2 separate regions of the Sus scrofa genome follow, and region 1 is linked to region 2. The links are chromatin contacts, called in public Hi-C maps. All regions are on one chromosome and are shown on one strand. Each heading gives the region's core, a stretch centred on a gene start, on an enhancer-like site or on the middle of the called end of the contact. The rest is flanking DNA. Distances are from core to core; before and after follow the strand shown.

Region 1 (4,491 bases), core at 1,319-3,818, 850 kb after region 2:
GGGCCTCAATTTTCCCCACCGGCAAAAGGAAACGGGCCGAGCAGATCATCTTTATAGTCAAATCCAACTATGACTAGGTCTGATTTTTCAGGCCATGACCCGAGGAGGAAGAGTGGGGAGGGGGGCAGAAGGGGAAGCCCTGTGACCCAGTTAGTGGTGGAAGGTCTTGGAACATTAGCCAGGAAGAGAGCACTGAGGTCGGGATGAGAGACAGGACACCTCTCAGGAAATGGCTGTCCAGGACTCACTTCTCCCCAGCTGATGGGTCACCACATGCCCCCGCCCACCGTATCCTTCTGACTGCCCCCGGGGCACAGCTGCCTGCTCTGCCCCTGAGCCAAGACTGGCATGTGACTGCCCCTGCAGTGACCTCCCCACCTTTGTGGTCTTCCCTCTTTTCCCCACACTGTCCAGGACGCAACATTCCTTCAGATGCCACTGTGATGCCAAAACATCCTTTGGGAGCTACTTTATTTTTTCTTTCTTAGCCATCCTGCAGCATATGGAGCTCTGGGGCCAGGGATCAGAGCTGAGCCACAGTTGTGACCTGCGCCACAGCAACACCGGATCCTTAACCCATTGTGCTGGGCCAGGCACTAAACCTGCTCCGAGTGCTCCAGAGACGCCGCCCATCCCATTGCGCCACAGCGGGAACTCCTTCGGGGGCTACTTCAGAGCACTGCCCAGGGAGTGGCAGGTCTGGGTTTGAGTCCTGACTCAGCCACCAAGTTTTTGGCAAGGTTACCCGTATGAGTTTGGGAAAGTCATCACCTGACTCTGGGCCTCGATTTCCTTCTGTCCCAGAACGCCTTGTGGCCGGCCAGCCCCAGACCTCTACAGGTTCTAAAGTCTTGAGTGAACCGAGTGTGGGACGCAACAGCAGCCTCTCAAGAGTAGCATCAGCCTACAAGTTCAGATACAAGCAATAGATTTAAAAAGGGACTTGGAACCCTGACTGCCTAAATTTGCTTCTGACGCAGTCCTTTATCTGCTGTGTGACCTTGGGCAGGTTAGTTAACCTCTCTAGCCTCAGGACCAGTTTAAAACAGTGAGCAGAAGGGCTTAATTAAGCTAGCTGATAGAGCCATTAGAACGACTATTAGAAAGCTATCAGAAGAGATCTCCTATGGAGAAGCGAGTTAACCATCTGCCCTTGTCACTGCAGCCAGAGCCACTAGTGTGGGGCAGGGTCGATCACTGGCCTGGGAACTTCCACTCGCCCGCCCCAACTCCCCCCCCAGAAAAGGCTGTCAGAACATCAGCTCAGTGCCATCACTCAGGGCTACAAGGGGCAGCGGGCACGGGGGTGAGGGGCGCTCAGGGTCTTATTCGTACCCCAGCTGAAGTCAGAAATGATCTCCCCTAAGTAATCCCAGAGAAACAGGAGCCCCACAAAGAACTGACATTAATGATTAAACTCCACTAGACTTGCTCTCTTCAAAATCAAGGTTTAAGGGCACCGAAGAGGCACAAAGCCCCGGCTCTTGGGGGTTGGGGTGGGCAGAAGGCCTCGCTGAGCAATTCCTACATCCCTACTTCCCAGATGAAACTGCCTCCCTCCTTCCCCACTGGCTGCTGGGATGAATGGATCTGGTGGTGGGCCCAGGGCTTTGTAAACTACAAGCAGAGAACAGTTGGCAGTGAGCAGAGGCTTCTCAGGGCTCATGGAGACCTTCTCTTCCCCCAGCACCCCTTTCACACAACCCAAGGTGGGTGCTTCGGATCTCCCGGGTGCAGATCATCAGAAATAAACCCTCTTCTGGCCAAAAACAGAGGCTCCACTCCCGGTGAAGTGCCAAGCCTAAACCGTCCCTCCCGTTCACTCTTGAAAGACTGGAGTCCCAACTCCGTAGGGATCCTAAAGTAGCACTGGTCACCTCCTGCCCCAGTTCTACATACGCTTTGTGCCGATGGGAAAATCGAGACTCAGAAGGGGCAGGGCCCTGCCCGAAGCCACAGACCAGTGGCAGGGCTGCGGCCAGGACTGAGGTCAGGGCTCAGTCCTCCGTCCCGGTGTGTGAAACAAGGCCCCACAGAACCCGAAACCCCTCCCCCTTCCGAGTTCACGCAACCCCCTTCATCCAGGGCATCACGGGTTCTAGGGGGTGAGGAGGGGGCGCCATGGCTCCGAATCTGCCCCAGGATCATCAGGGAAGGAGAGAGTGGGTGAGGAGAGAAGAGGTGACACCGGCTTAGTCACGTCCGAGCCTGGAGTCCGCGGCGGGGCTGAAATCAGGGGGAGGCGGGAAGCGCAACAGGCTGGGGGCGCACGGCATGTGGAGGAGCCACCCAGCCCCCTCGCCCCAGAGCCTCCCTGGGACTCGCGAGCCAAGTTTCCAACAAAGTTTCCCTGCCCTCGGCGTCTAGTTGGGGGCGGCGCAGCCCCCAGGCTGCCCCCCCATCTCAGGACCCCAGAACAAAGGAAGCACCGGTCCGCCCCCCCGGGGATCTTCAAGCACCCACCGACTCGGCGGCGGCGGCGTTAAAGGCTCCCACGAGGAGCAGCAGCAGCGCGAGCAGGCGAGGGGAGGCCATGGCTCTGCGGTCCGGAGAGGGCGCTCAGGCGGGTGGCCAGGGCTGGCGCGTCGCCCTTCTTATAGGCGGTGAGTGGCCCCGCCCAGGCCCCGCCCCGCCCCGCCCCCGCTGCCAGCACCCCGCCCGGAATTCCCCCGCGAAAGCCGGGCCTCCGGGGCGCTGCGCCTGCCAGCCCCGCTGGAAACCCAAGGGACCCGTCTCGGGCGCGCGGGCCGCTCGGTCCCCCAAATCCCTGGCCTCCGGGAGCCCCGATCCCTTGCTAGGCAGGTCAGTTAGGCGAGATCACTGAGCCTAACCCTATTTACAGTTGGGGAAGCTGAGGCCCACAGACTGGAAGGACTTGCCCGGGGTCTTGACTTGAGATCTGCGCCCTTGCGACCAGTACACTCGCCTCTGAGGGACATGAAACTTTCCAAATGGGCAGTGAACACGGGTTATTTTATGCCAGGGGTCAACAGTCATTAGTGTAAAGAGCTAAACCTTTTAGGCTTTGCGGGCCAGTTTGTCACAATTACACAAACTGGCGTTGTAGCTCAAAGGAAGCCTTAAATATTTAAAACAAGAGTCGCTGTGTCCTAACAGAACACTAGTATGGACCCTGACATTTGAATATCATATAATGTCACGTTTCATGAATAGCAGTCTTCTTTAGATTTTTTTTCCCCCCAAGGATTTAAAAATGTAAAACATAAAACTGTTCTTAATGGGCTGAGCATAAACAAGCTCCGGGCAGATTTTTTGGTCTTAGGGTGGCTGACCTCTGGTTTAAGGGATTTGTTGTCCAGATTTTGAACTTCCTAAAAAGTTTGCTCTCTTTGAGGACAAGTTTATCTTAATTCTCAGATCTGCTTCCACCCTTTGTAAAAGACAGTTTTGTGCCGGTCCTATCCGCCTCAACCCTGCATATTCTCCTTACAGTGCGTGGGTGGAGGGGGCTGGGGGTGGGGGGTGTTGGTAAAATCCTCTGAGTCTCCAAGTGCTTTTGGAATTATTGGGGGAGTATCCTGTGATAAACGCAGTGTCAAAAGTGCCTAGACTTGTCTCTTCCTGATTTTTTCGTATGTATACATATGGTTATATATGGCATAAAGATGTAAAGCTGTCTATCTATATCTATACATCTTTCTAAGACTGAAGCATAGCTTCAGAACCAGGATATTTGGCCTCTGTTGGCACATTATGAATTCATATACTTTGTGAAGAGTTGGGAGTGACTTCCCCTCTTTCATCCCTTAATTATTATCAAAGAATGAAAATCTTTTGAGGCAGAGAAAACCCTTGACAGTAAAGCCAGCTTCAAACGTGGGTCATGTTTTCTCCTACAGATGGAAAGATGAGCAATTATTTTCAGCTCTTCTCAATTCTCTTCCTTAGGGGCGGGAAACAAACTGAGAAAATGAATGGATTTCAGGTCAGAATAAGAAATCCTTCTGCAAGTCAGATGGTTTTTGCAATCCTTGATTTCTCTAGAATTGAAGGACAGGATATAGTCTAGTTGTCAGTGGATAGATCATTAAAAATAATTTTTGGGAGTTCCCATCATGGCACAGTGATTAACGAATCCAACTAGGAACCATGAGGTTGCAGGTTCCGTCCCTGGCCTCGCTCAGTGGGTTAAGGATCTGGCGTTGCCGTGAGCTGTGGTGTAGGTGGCAGATGCGGCTCGGATCTGGTGTTGCTGTGGCTCTGGCATAGGCCAGTGGCTACAGCTCCGATTAGACCCCTAGCCTGGGAAACTCCATATGTCAAGGGAGCGGGCCGAGAAATGGCAAAAAGACAAAAAATAATAATAATAGTAATAATAATTTTTGATGCTAGGTCACTATGCACTTTCAGTTATCTGTCATCACATTGTTATAACAACACTCTTTTTGTTCCCACCAACTTCCTTAAGTGAAGGTTTCCCACAGCCTAGTGCTGATAAATGTGTAACAACAGTTTGGGGGAGGTGGGAAG
Region 2 (4,293 bases), core at 1,432-3,931:
GGGTACTAGTCAGGTTCATTACTGCTGAGCCACAAGGGGAACTCCCCCACTTTTCAAAATATGGAGCTGTGCCCCTTAGACTCAATGAGACTCTGTATGTGTAGGCTTGTGTGTGGCTGGTTGCAGGTGTCAGACAGGTGGCAGCACCCAGAACCAGCACTGGGGGCCCGTCCCAGGGCTGCCCCTCCTTCTCCTCCATGTTTACCCCTTAGTCGGGTCTCCCGCCAAACTCAGCCTTACTCCAAGGCTGCTGGAGCCGGGCTCAGATGTCCCTGGCAAAGCGCCGGAGGGAACCTCCAGGAGTTGAAGTTTCTCCATCAGACCCATGTGAAGGAGTTCCCACCGTGACTCAGCAGGCTGAGAACCGAACATTGTGTCTGTGAGGATGCGGGTTTGATCCCTGGCCCTGCTCAGTGGGTTAAAGATCTGACATTGCCATGAGCTGCGGCGGTAGGTCACAGATGCAGCTCAGATCTGGTGTTGCTGTGGCTGTGGTGTAGGCTGGCAGCGGCAGCTCCGATTCGACCCCTAGCCTGGTAGCTTCCATTTGCTGCAGGTGTGACTACAAAAAGGAAAAAAAAAAAAAAGACCATTGTGGAATCTTCCTCCCTCCCTCTCTCAGGGTCTTGCCTTTTTTTTTTTTTTTTTTTTTTTTTGGTCTTTTGTCCTTTTAGGGCTGCACTGCACTCGCAGCATATGGAGCTTCCCAGGCTAGGGGTCCAATCAGAGCTGTAGCTGCTGGCCTACGCCAGAGCCACAGCAACATGGGATCCAAGCTGCATCTGCGACCTACACCACAGCTCGTGGCAATGCCAGATCCTTAACCAACTGAGCAAGGCCAGGGATCAACCCCAAAACCTCATGGTTCCTAGTCGGATTCGTTTCCACTGCGCCATGACGGGAACTCCTTAGGGTCTTGTCCTGATCAACAAACAACTGGCCCAGGATCTTCACTCCAATTTACAGATGGGAAAGTTGAGGCCCTTAGAGAGATGTGAGTTAAACAATGTCATCCGAATAGTGATAGAGGTAGTTCCTAAGGTTTCCTGAAGCCAAATTCAGTCTCTCTTCTCCTCCAGAACAACTTCTCCCCCCAACTCCCCTCCCCAGATATCTCAGCTCCAGGAGGAAGGTGGAGGGAGGAGAACAGATCGGCATGGGGCAGAGAAAGGGCTACTGATAGTTGGGAGAATATGCAGAGGCTGCCTCCACATCCCCAAACACTGGCTGCCTCTCCCACCAATTTGCCCACTCGTCCCTTCACCCACTCATTTCCTCATTCACTCATTCACACTTGCAGTAATTCACTTGCTCATCAATTCCCGTCCTCGCATATTAATTTGCTCAGTCTTCAACTCACTCACCTTCTCACTCGCTAATTCACCCATTCTTGTAACCAAATCCCCCTGCCTGGCCCTTCCGGCCAGCAGAAGACAGGTTCCCAGGTCTCTGGAGTCCCAGGTCCTTCCACCGTGGCCTACACTTTCCACGTCTACCTTGTGACCTTACTTCCCCAGCGAGATCAGGAGCTCTTGAAAGTGTCGCTATAGCGGGCACTGAGGCCTAGAGGGTGTAGGAAGAGAGAAGTGAGCCAGGAGTTGAAGGCAAGTAGAACCAGCCACATAATTATCAGGGCCCAGTCCGAAACAGAAATGCAGGGCCCCTTGCTCAGAATAGCACTGATCCAAACACAGGAGCCTAAGTGTGGAGCGCTGTGCCCTGCTCAGGTGGCTGACCCACAAAGCCCACGCTGGCCGGGGCATGAGGATGGGGAGAAACAAGGGAGCTAGAAAAGGGAGGCCAAGGAGGCATGGAGGAGAAGGGGGATGGATGCTTACGAGGCACCACCTGCTGTTTTCCTAGTGCCATCTCATTTAATACTCAGGCCACCCTTTGAAGTTGATTGTGCATTTTCTACAAGAGGAAACTGAGGCTCAGAGAGGAGAATCATTTACCCAAAGTCACGATTAGCAGGTGCTAGGCGCCTGAATGTTAATCCAGCTCTGTGGGGCTGGAAGCCTTGTCTCGGTCTGTTCTGGGGGGGGGGGGTGGGGGAGGAGAGCAGGAGGAGGTGACAGGGAGATGGAGTCTGTCTGGGCCTGAGCAGCTGGGCGCTGTGGGGGCTGGTGGAGGCCAGAGCAGAGTCATGGGGAGCAGGGGAGGAGAGGCGGTCAGGAGTCTGGCCCTCTCAGTCCTTCCTGTTCCCAGGTGAGGCAGGAAACTGGAAGGAAGCTCCCAGAATGAGATCTAGAAGATTGGTATCTGGGGCCTGGATTTACATGTTTGATTTCTGAGCCAGGAGGCAGCTTTATCCCTGCAAGAGCATTGAGGGCAGACGTCAAAGATTTGGGAGGTTACTGAATTAGGGCATCGTGGAGGTGGGCTGTCAGGTTCCGAGGGTATATGTTAGCCTGTCAGCCTGACGTGGGGTGACGGTGACATGGAGGGTGGCTGAGTCAGGGTCAAATGAGCGCTGGTGACTTAGTGCCCGTCTTATAGAATTGATAACACAATATTGGGCCCCATCCATTGTAATAGCACCCCCGGGTGTCAGCCAGAAACCAACAAACAGCCCAATCCCCGCAGCCCCGCCCAGCCCGTCCACCAGTGGGGGAGCCGATTAACCATTAACCCCCACCCCTCCCCGCAGAGCCTCCACCCCTTCGGAGAGGCTAGGCCAGGACTCCCGGCAGATCCTCCCAGAGGACGGTTTGAAACCCAGGAAGGCAGAGGGGGCACCTGGGAGGAGGCAGTGGGAGGGCGGAGGGCGGGGGCCGGGGCTCGGCCCAGAGCCTTCGGGGTGGACATCCTGGGCAGGGCAAGTGGCCGACGTGTGGAGAGGGGAGGATGCGCCTCTCCAAAACCCTGGTCGACATGGACATGGCCGACTACAGTGCTGCGCTGGACCCAGCCTACACCACCCTGGAATTCGAGAATGTGCAGGTGTTGACCATGGGCAATGGTAGGTGGGGGCGGCCGTGTCCAGGCGCGCCCGCTGGGGGCAGGTCTGCCCAGGGACGGGAGCGAGTCTGTGGCGCTCAGTTTGGGGCTGGGAGGAGAATGACAGACGAGCCCGGTGGTCCCATAGCTGAGCCCAGGTGTTGCCAGGAAAAGCAAATATGCCCAGGTAGGGTGACCCTGTTACCAAAGCTCTTCCCGCTCAGCCTGTGGGGGCGGGAAAGTGATGGTGAGCTTCCTCTTGGCGTCCTGCTCCAGGCATTGGCCCAACCTGGCCCCTTCCTGAACCCCTTAGGCCCAGGTGCTGAGAAATGGCAAGGTATGTCCTGTCCCCAGAGACGGTGGATGGAGCACAACTGTGTTTCAGGGTGTCTTTGGGACTTTTGGGAGAGAAGCCCCACTTAGAGAGGTTCTGCTAAATGAGACAGATCAGCAGTTGTGTGTGTGCGTGTGTGTGTGTGTGTGTGTGTGTGTGTGTGTGTGTGTGTGTGATCATGACCTCCTCTGGGCTTGCATGTATGAGTTTCCACATAATGCGTGTGGGTGGGCAGTGGACTATATTGCAAATGTGTGTCTATGGGAATCCATTTGCACATCTGTGTTCCCCTGTGTGTACGTATGTGTGTGTGTTCTGCATTCGTTTTTATTCTCATTTGTTCACTGAGCAGGTCTGTGTTTGTTGATGTCTCTGAGGACGCCTGTGTTTGTTGCTTAGGTCCAGGAGCGGTGACGAGTGTGTGTACAACTGTCTGTGCATGTTTGCACACCTATGCTGTGGATGTGGGTTGTCTTGGGTGCCCTGGGCTTCCTGGACGTGTGTCCCATTTGGGCATCCTGTCATCTTGTGCCTCTGTTTGTACCGCTTGTGTACGCATGTGCATCCTGCCCTGGCTGGTCAGCGCTCTCCAGCGCACACGTGACTGTATAGACCTGATGTGCAGGATGGCCATTGGACAACGCAATTCACATCAGCAACATGTCCATTTGACTCAGAGCAGATTGTGTCGCCTGTGTGTCTCTCCCCGAGTTTATACGTCTGCTCCCCTATCACCGAGGGCACATCTGAAAGCAGGGGCGGGGGGGGGTCTCCACAAGGAGGTGGGGGGAGGGAGGAGGCCTGGGAAGCCAGGACGCCAGGACTTAACTGGTCACAGGCCAGCCTCAGAGGAGAGGGGGCAGCTGGCCGAAGTCAGCCTCCCACCTGCCTTCCTTCCATGGCCCCGTGGCTTCAGCCGAGGGCTACAGAACTCGGGTCAGGTCAGCTCAGCCAGAAAGAGGCGTCTGCCCTGCCCATGGTCAGTCTCACCAGCTGCTCACCTGCCCCGGCCATCCACT

What was found. Hi-C and Micro-C count contacts between places; a contact is called where the count stands out from the background.
Region 1: a Hi-C map of liver shows a contact between it and region 2, with 1.7 times the contacts expected there. The contact joins the promoter of SDC4 here to the promoter of HNF4A in region 2. A contact is called at or near these places in 1 of 5 promoter capture datasets (liver) and 1 of 47 Hi-C or Micro-C datasets (liver).

What each region holds. Positions count from the first base shown.
Region 1 is chr17:47,667,918-47,672,408 of Sscrofa11.1, forward strand. SDC4 (syndecan 4) reads right to left here and starts at 2,569. Exons shown (of 5, transcript NM_214284.1): 1 at 2,464-2,569. The coding sequence starts at 2,535.
Region 2 is chr17:46,818,240-46,822,532 of Sscrofa11.1, forward strand. It overlaps HNF4A (hepatocyte nuclear factor 4 alpha), which reads left to right and starts at 2,682. Exons shown (of 10, transcript NM_001044571.1): 1 at 2,682-2,962. The coding sequence starts at 2,848.